2 separate regions of the Anas platyrhynchos genome follow, and region 2 is linked to region 1. Evidence: chromatin contacts called from public Hi-C data. All regions are on one chromosome and are shown on one strand. The core of a region is the stretch at or near the end of the contact, and the rest is flanking DNA. Distances in the headings are between cores, read along the strand shown. Region 1 holds the start of PPP3CA (protein phosphatase 3 catalytic subunit alpha). Region 2 overlaps PPP3CA (protein phosphatase 3 catalytic subunit alpha).

Region 1 (5,138 bases), core at 2,030-4,529:
AGCGCAACCCAGCCCACGCTCTGGCTAGCAGGTCTCAGGAGTTTTAAGCGGTGCAGATAAGGAGCAGCTTTCTCAATCCTGAAAGAGAACTAGAACTTGTAAACAGCTCCGTCCGGGCGAAGGCTGCATCATACCTCTAACGAAAAAGAAAGGAATTTCAATCTGTAAATATGCCAGGTCAGCATTTGCTGCAACACTACATTGTCCCGAGCCTTGATCCTGCAAGCATTTGCATGTACAGGTCCATCTCTGAATGGTCTGATAACTGCAAGTAAGCATTGCTCCTCTACAGGATAAAAAAAATAAATAAATCCACAGATGAAAGATGATTTGTCTAATTTTCATGACAATGCGCATACCACGTTAAGGAGAGCACAAAAATAAATAAAAAAGCACTACTCGAACTGTAACTGCATGCTGCAGCTTCACATACAGGAACCTCTTTCCCTTTAAGGATACAATTTTGTCAGCTTCACCAAGAGTTAATTTGCTTCTGAAAACTTCGCATGACACACAGACTTGAATTTCTTCTTTGCACCCCTCATTGCACAACCACCCCAGATCTGCAAATTTCACTCAAACCGTCAGATGTAATCGTGCACCAACAGCGTAACAGAGGAGAGAGAAGACCAAAACCTTATAAGCATTAGGAACTCCTCAGCCATCTTCCCCTTCTCCCAAAAGCACGCTTTATTTTGGACTGCAATCAGCTTAAGCACGGTTCAGAAAATTCAATAAGCAACGCGAAATGAGCATGAGACGCGGTTCTTGCCGACAGAAATATCCCACTCCTCGCTATGCTTGATGGTTTCGGGCAGGGAAAAAAGCCAAGGAGCCCACCTAAGAGGCAGCAGGCAGCCAGGAGCAACCTGCAGGCAGCTGCTGGAGCTGGAAGCTCCCCGAGCGCACCCATCGTTGCGTAACGCTGCCTGGCCGGGGCTTTCACCGGCCAGCTCAGAACTGTTGTTAGAAGGAGACATCTCCTGTCATGCACCAGCAAACCGAAAGGGCTTAACGCACGCACACGCATAAATAAATAAATAAAAAATGAACAAGCCAAGCAACAACAACACAACAACCAACCGCACGCATGCAGGAGGAGAGGAGCTTAAGCCAGAGCTTACATCCATATGCTACGAACACCTCATTTCCAAATTAAGTTAAAATGTCACATGAAATGAAACCTTAAAAAAAAAAAAAAAAAAAAAAAGAAAAGTTGCTTTCACGGTTCTATCTTAGCACCATCAGAAAACCTGGTCTGCCTTCTACAGTATCAGGACTCTCTGGCTACTTGCATGGGTGCTAACAAGGTGTTATTTCCTTTTTTATGATTATTTCTTATTCATTTTCACATTGCAAGCCTACTCCAGTTGCTCACCTCTAGAAAGCACAAGTGACATCCCATGGAAAAGAAGCAAGGCAACCTTTTCCTACCCCCATTATCACCACCAATTATTTTCTTGCTAGATTTCCTTACAGTCTATATGAAGGCAGTGTGGAGTGCCTATGATACAGCAAAGAATAATCCTACTAAGAAAGCAGTTTACTGTGTGCTACCCCCTTCAGGTACTATTTTAAGACCTTGAAAAGAACTCACTGTTTAATAAAATAAAAAAAAAATGAACCGGTTAAACAAATCTTCATGTGACACAGTGACACCAGACAGCCACCAGCAGAGATGAGAGACACCCCAGCAGCATTTCGGTTTCGTTCAGTACTTTCTCAGTTTACCAAAGTCGATTTCTAATTGCACGATAAAATTATTTCTGCAATACCGCTGAGTTTTCTAAGAAAACGGTGCTTTGAGATATCACAAACATTTAAAAAATTTATATATGTAAAAAAAATAATGCAAAAAGAGTGGTTGCTGACAAAAGCCATTAGGATGCAAAGCACTGGGGGGGCTGTCAATATGGAGATGGCAGTTCCAATTCTGCAGCAATTCTTACTCATGCTGAACACCTACTTCAGTCAAAGGAAGTTCTGTCACACACGAGATCAGGACGTTTGGTCATGTGTCAGGAACAAGGCAGATTTTTAAACAAGTGCAAAAAAAAATAATAAAAAAAAAAAAAGGGGGCAGCCACCCCATAACGGCGACGAAGCCTTCCCAATAGGGTTTGCTGTACCTAGAGAGGGGATGCATCAGCTAAACCGAGCTGCTTCAGGTCTCTGAAGCCTGCTGCTGGCGTGATAGAGCTGCTTGTTGGAAATATGCTACATTTTTACAGGATGTATCTCGGTGAGGAGATACATTTCCAAGCCACGTTAAAAAAATAAAATAAAAAAACGTGTCATGGCTGCAATTGCATTTCTCGCATCTGCGGTTCCATTTGGAGGAAAAAAGGGTACAAAAAATAATAATAATAAAAGGGGGGTGAAAGGCAATAGCAAGCGTGAATAAACAACATGCTGAATGCCATTTACACGGAAGGTTTGGCTCGGGGAGGCAGGGGGGGGGCCGGGGCCGCCTTCCCCTGCAGCCCCACGGGCCGGGGGCTGCCAGCACAGCCCCTGCTGGGGGACAGCCTCGTCGGGGAGCCCTCGGGGGCCGAACCGGGAGGAGGAGGAGGAGGAGGAGGAGGAGGAAGGGGGATGCCCGGCGGAGCTCCCCCTCGCTCTGCAGCCAGCCCTGCGCAGCCTGGGCGCGGAGAGGGGGGGGGGCGGCGCTGCAGCGGGGGGACCCCCCCGGCCCCAAGCGTTGTGCCGAGCCCCCTCCCCCGACCCTAAACCCCCTTTATACCCCACACACACACCTCCCACACCCCGAGCCCCCCCCACCCCCGAGCGGCGGGGAGGGCGATGCCCCGGCGGCGGCACCCACCTTTCACCACCCTGTCCGTCGTCGACAGCTTGGGGTCGGTGGCCTTGTGCTCCGACATGTCGGCCGGGCGGCGGCCGCCGCTGCGGGCAGGGCTGGGGCTCCGGCTCCTCCGAGGTGGCCCCAAGTTGCCGCGTCCCGCTGGGTCGGCGCTGCCTTCCTCCTCCCCCCTCCTCCTCCTCCTCCTCCTCCTCCTTCTCCTCCTCCTCCTCCTCGGAGCTCCGGTGGTGGCGGCGGCTTCTCCCCCGCTCCCCGCTGCTGGAGGCGGCCGCCGGCTTCTCCCCCCCCGCGGAGCACCAGCCGAGGGTCAGCAGGCAGCAGCAGCAGCAGCAGCAGGCACAGCCCCGAGCCGGCAGCGGCGGCCAGGTTGCAAACGCAGCAGCCCTGCGCTTCGCTTCCTTCCTCCGCGGCGCAGCTCCTCCTCCTCCTCCTCCTCCTCCTCCTCCTCCTCCTCCTCCTCCTCCTCCTTAAGGTCAGGCTCCGTCTCCCCTCCCTCCCCCCTTACCCTCCCCGCTGAGCTCTCCGCGCTCAGCCCCTGCTCGCCCCGCTCAGCTCCGCTCCGCTCCCACCGCTCCGTCCCCGGCCCCAGCCCCAGCCCCGTCCCCGTCCCCGTCCCCGCTGCCGGCTCCGCGCCGCCCTCCCGGCCCCGCTCCCCCCCGCGCCGCCATTGGCCGCGCCCCGCCTCCCGCCCACCGCGGGGCCGCCCAGGTGCGCCCCGGCCGCCTCAGGGCCCTGCCGCAGCGCCCCCCCCCCCAAAAAGAAAAGAGGCTTCGTGCCCCCCTCTTGGCACCCCCACAGCCCCGCGGTGGGGCTCGTCGGTGTGTGTCTGAGGAGAATCTGCTCGGCTGTGGGGCTGAGCGGTGTTCTGGTTTTATTTTTTGTTAATTAAAGAGGAGAAATGAGGCGCGCCCCCTCGGGGTGAGGGGTGTTGAGGGAGCTCTTGTGGTGTGGCTCCTGTGTAGGGCAGCCAAGAAGCTGGAGACACCTTGCCCGGCTCCAGGGTGCCATCCAAGCTGCTTGGTTGGCAGATGTTGCTGCTTCAGGAAGCCACAAGGAAAACAAGGTGGCGGTCAGGACGCGTATTCCCAGCTTTGATTCGCCTGGCATTTCTAGGGGGTGTTTGCTTGGCCATCCGTGTGGTGTTTTCCCTGAAAACATCCTACGTGACCGGCCTTCGGTACCACGCCATGAGTCTTACTCCAAAAGCTGTGGTGAGCTCCTGGTGGTGCCACCACCCTTTGGTCCCATGAACATAAGAGCAAGGCACCCACCTGCCATCCCTCTCACAGCACCAACACAACACTCAAAAACAAACCCAGTGCTCAAGCAAGGTACTTCCTACCCACCCAAATAAACCCCAGAGCCCACATCAGGTACGTATAAAGCTCCCCATACGCTAAGCACGCTTCATGAAGCACCAAGAGCACAGAAGAGCCCGGGCAGAAATGCCCCACGCCTTCACCCTGGCTGCTGGGAGGCACTGCTTAGCGGCACCTGGACGCAGGAGGAGAAGCAGCGCGTCAGGAATGCAGCACGGCCAGTAAATTCAGGTCTTGCATACGCCTCGTGGGCCACAACTTCATGAGACGCAGAGGACCAGTTTGGATCCGTTCTTCTGTGACTGCAGGCTGTTTGCATGAGTCATTTGGATTCTTGATAGACTGCAATAACAGAGACTCTGGGTCTCCAGCTTACACTTGCTCCCCCATTAGTCACAGGACAAGACTTCAGCTCTGATTTTTTTTTTCAACAAGTAATTGTGGCTATTGTTGCAGCTATATAAGGACATTTAGTGTCCCAACTCCAGCACCTTCCTAGGAATTCTGAAGGCCATCTAGGACTTCTTTTAGCATTTTTGCTTTGCTTCAAAGTTCTTAGTTATAATATGCCATCCAGGCCAGGGGAGGTTCTCTCATTTTATCTTGTGGAGGGAGTGTCTTGTTCATGCATTTGTTGCAGTTAGTCTTCCTTTCCAAGGTAGAATCCCCATTGCAATTATTTTCTTCATAACAAGTTTTCAGATAAGTTTACGTAAGACAAAGATGAGTACCACTACCAAAGACCACATATAATACCTCTGCAATATACAGCACAGTCAAGACTCAGATCACAGGTAAAAGACCTCATCACCACTTTGTCTTGGTCTGGTGCAGTCTTAACCTCATGACTTCTTTCAGGAGCATTTGTAAATTCTTTATCCTTGCCATGAGGGAAGGAAAAAGAGAGAGAAAAATCACAGAACACCTTCTTTGTTCTCTTGTGATGGTAACAGAGTTGAAAAATTCTGTATTTCGGATCCATGTTAGTAGTAAAGGTT
Region 2 (4,996 bases), core at 2,433-4,932, 37 kb before region 1:
CAACAGGAACAAGCAAATCCAAGCGAGGAAAGCAAATACTTAAATAGTGCTAACAATTATCTGAGTAAAGAACTAACACAGACCAAAACACCTACACACACTCATGTCCTGGTACATGCACAGCATGTTACTGCAAATCTGACATTAAGAAACCAGAGGGAAAAAAAGAAAAAAAAAATCAGTTGACTTGAGTTATGGAACATATTAGAACAAATGCCAAAATAAGCCTCAGCGTTAGAATTCAGAAAGTGAGACCAAGCAAATCTCAAAGTTGGATTCTGTGGAAATTGTTCTATTAAAAACACACTCATTACCAAGAGATAACCAAGAGATTTTTTTTCCTCTTCGCAGCCATTACTACTGAAATCCACACACAAACAGCTGTGCCAAGGACGAGCTCAGCGCTGGGTGTCCTGACGGCCACACAGGATCTGAATGCAGGTGGCCAGGTGCATCTTCCTTTGCAAGCAAGAGGCCCAAATGTTTTGACATGGAGTGGGAAGACTGCCAATTTGTTCTGCACAGCACGTTTCCTCAGACTTTGCTAATGCCAAAAACCACAGCATATCCAAACACAAGATTCAACATAGAGAATCATTAGAAATCAATGTGTAGGTCAAGAGGAACTATTGGTATTGGTAGAGAGGAGATCACATCATCCCCAAAATGCTCAGCATGGGGCTTTTTTTGGAAGATGATTACTGAAAAGCAAAGTTGAGGCACTTGTTCATTAATTTCATTGAAGTAAATGAAAACCACCAAATGAACCACAAAAACCCGTTTTTGGAGCCACTGCCAAGCTTAATGGGGTAAAGAAGAGTGCTGTTATCAAAATTAGGTCAAATTGGAAAGTTTCTCAGTACTACCGGTAATTACATGAAGTTATACTGCCCAAGTTAAAAAAGTGAATAATCTGAAAGTTTTAACATCTAGACTAGTTAGTAATCACTCCACTTCATTTCATCCCCAGTAAAATGGCTTACACAGACAAGAATGCAATTAGTACTTCAATGAAGATTTTATTCCATAAAGAAGAAATTGCATAGTCAAGACCCAAACGCGAGAGCCACTCCCATTTATCCCTTTGGATTTCCAAGTAATAAAGGACCTTAATGCTCTTCCTCCCTTTCTACCCTAACACAGCTCTGCTAAAAGCAGAGCACTAAAGGAAAATTGTCAAATTCTGCCTACGTTAGTACACGTAGATATAGAAAAACCTCTTCGAGTACAACAAAGCCAGTCCCCTTGCACACTCCAGGAGATCAGGCACCCCAGCAGCCAGTGAATTCAAGGCACAGCTTCAAACCCATCCAGTTCAGGAGCTTCCTCCCTGCTACCAGCACTCCGATGAATACACAAGGAGTTCATGGACATACATGCTCCAACTCCACTACTCCTAAGGCAGGAAAATGCAAATAAAAAGCATCCCTGGGCTAGGAAAGCAAGAGAAAAAGCAAAACAAAGCCAGACCCATGAAATACGGACAAGGCTCCCTATAGCCTCCCAGCTACTACAGTCTGCATCCATCAAATAAACCATAATTAGTACCATATTCCACTATGACAGGCTATAGTGACTGTACTCATCTTTTAGCATCTTTTATTTAACTTTTCCTGATCAATCTAAAGGTTTTGTTGTCCTATCAGTCCCTTTTAAGCATTTATGATTTTTTTTCCTGATGTTTAAAGTGATGATCATCAGCAAGCACAAGGCATACCTAAATATATTCAGCTACATCTACTGCAAAAATTTCAGTAGACAAAACAGCTTCAAGGAAACGGAGTGAGCTGCAGGAGGAGCTGCAGGAGACTCTCTTAAATAGAGTCTAAAAATATTATCAACAGACTCGGCAAATTCCAAGCAGACAGCACAAAAGCCAAACTCAGTTTATACCTGTAGATTTTCAAAGGCAGTAGTGTGAAAGACATCCCTTCAGGTCTTGACCACTATCAAGAAATTGAAAAGGTGGGAGACTAACAAAGGCCTACAAGCAATTTTTACTTTCACTCACATGGCTTACCAAACAAAATTGAGGATTTAACCCCGTCTTACAAGGAAGCAGTGCTCACAGGTTGGGTGCCAGTGCGGGCACTTCCATGGTACACCACAGAAAAGCCTGATCTATGTAAAGGCACCTGCCTTAGGACTCCAGTTCTGAAGATTTTTAAAGGACTCCACATGTATTGTCAAGCCAAAAAAGAAATAAATCCCTTTTTCCAGAGTATGTTTTATTTATTTTAACATTACCAACATGCAAGCCTGCTCCCCACCCCTCTCTCACTCAAAGAAAATATATATATAAATCTGAAACAAAACTGCTCATATACATCCTCACTGGTAGCTTAACCTTTCTCCAGAGGCTGGTGGTAAAGTGTCTACCTTATCCCTCCTCTCCTTAAGGAGGGATATGTGTCTCCATGTGTCTAGGAAGGTCTAGGAAGACCTAGGAAGGTCTGTACACGAGTATTCAGCTCTTCTTTGTGATATTACAATGCATTTTAACCTTTCACAATTTGAAATAATGAAATTCAGATTTTACATTATGCAAAGCAACAGAACCTGCCTATGATATCATCAGTATACAAACTTTCTTCACCTTTTTTTTTTTTTTTTTTTAAGTTTGTAACAGTATTAAAAAGTGTAAATAATAATGGGAGACTGATCATCCTTCCGTAGCCTTAGAGAGACTTTTACTGACTGTACATCAATAGTATGAATAGTAAGAAACGTCCTTTTCAGTTTTCAGACCACAAGCACACTGCTAAGCACCCTTTTCTTTTAAATCACCTTTAGTCTTTTATTTCATACAATCTGCTCAATGGTTTCAAGTCTGTGAAAACACTCTAGCTTGTTGGCATTACCTTTCTACAACAGGTCATGACTGCTGTTACAGTCTTAAAATGCAACTCCCCTGTGCAGAGTCCAGGCGTCTTTCCACCTCTCCAGGTGGCTTTCAGAGGTTAACAACTACGATTCTGTCTAATTCCAGTTCTGGACTCGGCAATTTGTTGCAAGTTGAAATCTAACTTTCTAGATTTGCTGTTCTCCACCACTGTATCTGAGAAGACAAAGCAAGAGACAAGAGGACTGATGCCAGCTAAAGAAGAAATTATGCAGGCTCTCTTCTTTCTCCTAACACTTTAAGAAAATCTAGAAGTTGATTTTTGAACACAAAAGATGTATGTGCTTGCAAAAAGACTGCTCGGTAGGTGAGATCAGGAAGGAGCACTTAGTGGAGATTTGATTCAGCAGCCCCGTTGTGTTCAATTACTGCCATATTTGTCCACGGAGCCCAGTCTCAGAATGACTGTGCTCTGGGTACACGCTGCAAGTCAAGGAGCTCGACTGAGGGCTGACTGCACTGACAGTTTAACATCACCAGCACGAGTAAGACATGGAACAAAATGCATTTCCTAGGCTGAGAATCATCTCTCTCAAAACCTAGTTACAGAGCGTAATCACATACACAAGTATTTAAATGGGATACCCCCTTCGAGCTGCAAGCAGGTGCACCTTGCCAACAGGTAGCTTTGCTTCCTTCTTCTCAAACACCCAACCTCTTCATGCAGCTTTAGCCCATGCCAAGCAGATGATGCCTGCAGCTGGGTGCCCCATGGCCCTGGGTTCCCTCCGAGATGCAGGCAGAGCACCTTGTCCTGGTGTGCTGTTATGGCAGGCATCACTGGGTGGCACTGTTAGACAATCTTCGCTTCCTTTGCAGGGGAAGCAATACGCTCTCTCTCCCCCCACAACCACAGATTTTTAACTGCTGGGAGTTCAGCTGTGCAGCTTTTCAAGGATGCTGTTGCAAGCAGCAGCAGCAGCACTGCTCTCCGACAGCCTCTCTCTCACTGCAGCACACGCTGAAATAGCACCTCTTCCTCAGAAGATGTGAAACCATGCACTTACCAAAAATTTCTTTGAGTACCGTAGGTGTACAGCACTAAATTTACAAGTCCTCAAATACAAAATAGTCACCCCGAAATTCCAACATCGCTCCGTGATTTTTTTCTGTCAATACAGCAGCTGCCCAGACCATCCTAAAAATCTGCCATCTGAAGGACCACACGCATTATCAGTGTTACACGGGCACTCCCAACTTTGCCCTGTCTGCACTGAAAAGTCCATTTTGCCCAGCTAAATAGAGAGAAAACACTCATTATGTATTGTTGTGCTCATTAAGACATGTCAACTGCTAATTACTGAACTTGGCCAGATACCATACAAAGCAAAGCTCATTATAGAATAAAAACAAACTACCTAAATACAGATACATGAGTAGCAATTATATAGAATAATATTCTTCACAAATTAGTACATGCTCAAAAATCCTAGTAATATACATATTGAAGAAGACCACTCCTGATTAGCCCACACATTTGGTCAATAATTACCCCAAGTTTCATGTAGATTCTTTACCTTCCAGCAAGAACAGCAAAGTTATGTAATATTACAGGATAAATACAGAAAATTAGAAGCCAGTGCTAAGATAACAACCTCAGAACTTCAAATACAGCTATTATGTGACTAAAAGCAGATTTGACTCATGGCAAAAAAAAAAAAAAATCCAACTCTACAAAGATGTGTGAGGGTCAGAAGTCAGCTGCTGTATTTCATTATTGCAAACAGTATAAACAGTATAACACATTTAAGAATAATGTTCAAAAGCTTATGTAGTGCCATTAACTGTTTGTATCCACCACGTTATACAATTCTGTAAGCATAATCAACAGCTCTGCTGAAATAGCATCCCTTCCTTTTCAAAGAAAGAGGATAGAGAAGAGGTTGAAAAATGACGTCAAAATATAACACTTTAACCAATTACAGGTTTTCAGTGCTGTGCTATGCAGAAAGAATTTGGAGTAGTCACAAACACTAAATTTGGAGCCATAGAGACCTCATGACACAATACCTCTGTGGAGATGGAAATGAGAGTTGCAAACGATGTGGATGCAGCAGGCTGGGTCACCCAAGGATTCCCCCCCACCTCCCACAA

The links. Hi-C and Micro-C count contacts between places; a contact is called where the count stands out from the background.
Region 2: a Hi-C map of subcutaneous adipose tissue shows a contact between it and region 1, with 3 times the contacts expected there. The contact joins the enhancer-like site here to the promoter of PPP3CA in region 1. A contact is called at or near these places in 4 of 8 Hi-C or Micro-C datasets (liver, skeletal muscle and subcutaneous adipose tissue).

Annotation. Positions count from the first base shown.
Region 1 is chr4:10,280,414-10,285,551 of IASCAAS_PekinDuck_T2T, reverse strand. PPP3CA (protein phosphatase 3 catalytic subunit alpha) reads right to left here and starts at 3,279. Exons shown (of 16, transcript XM_072036986.1): 1 at 2,825-3,279.
Region 2 is chr4:10,318,382-10,323,377 of IASCAAS_PekinDuck_T2T, reverse strand. The region is part of intron 2 of PPP3CA (protein phosphatase 3 catalytic subunit alpha); the gene reads right to left. Among named protein-coding and RNA genes, the nearest start is that of PPP3CA, 39 kb to the right of the region's middle. Within about 2 kb of position 3,682, at least 1 of the 8 cell types and tissues checked has an H3K27ac peak or open chromatin away from gene starts, as enhancers often do. A contact at or near this core is called in subcutaneous adipose tissue, where this site is marked.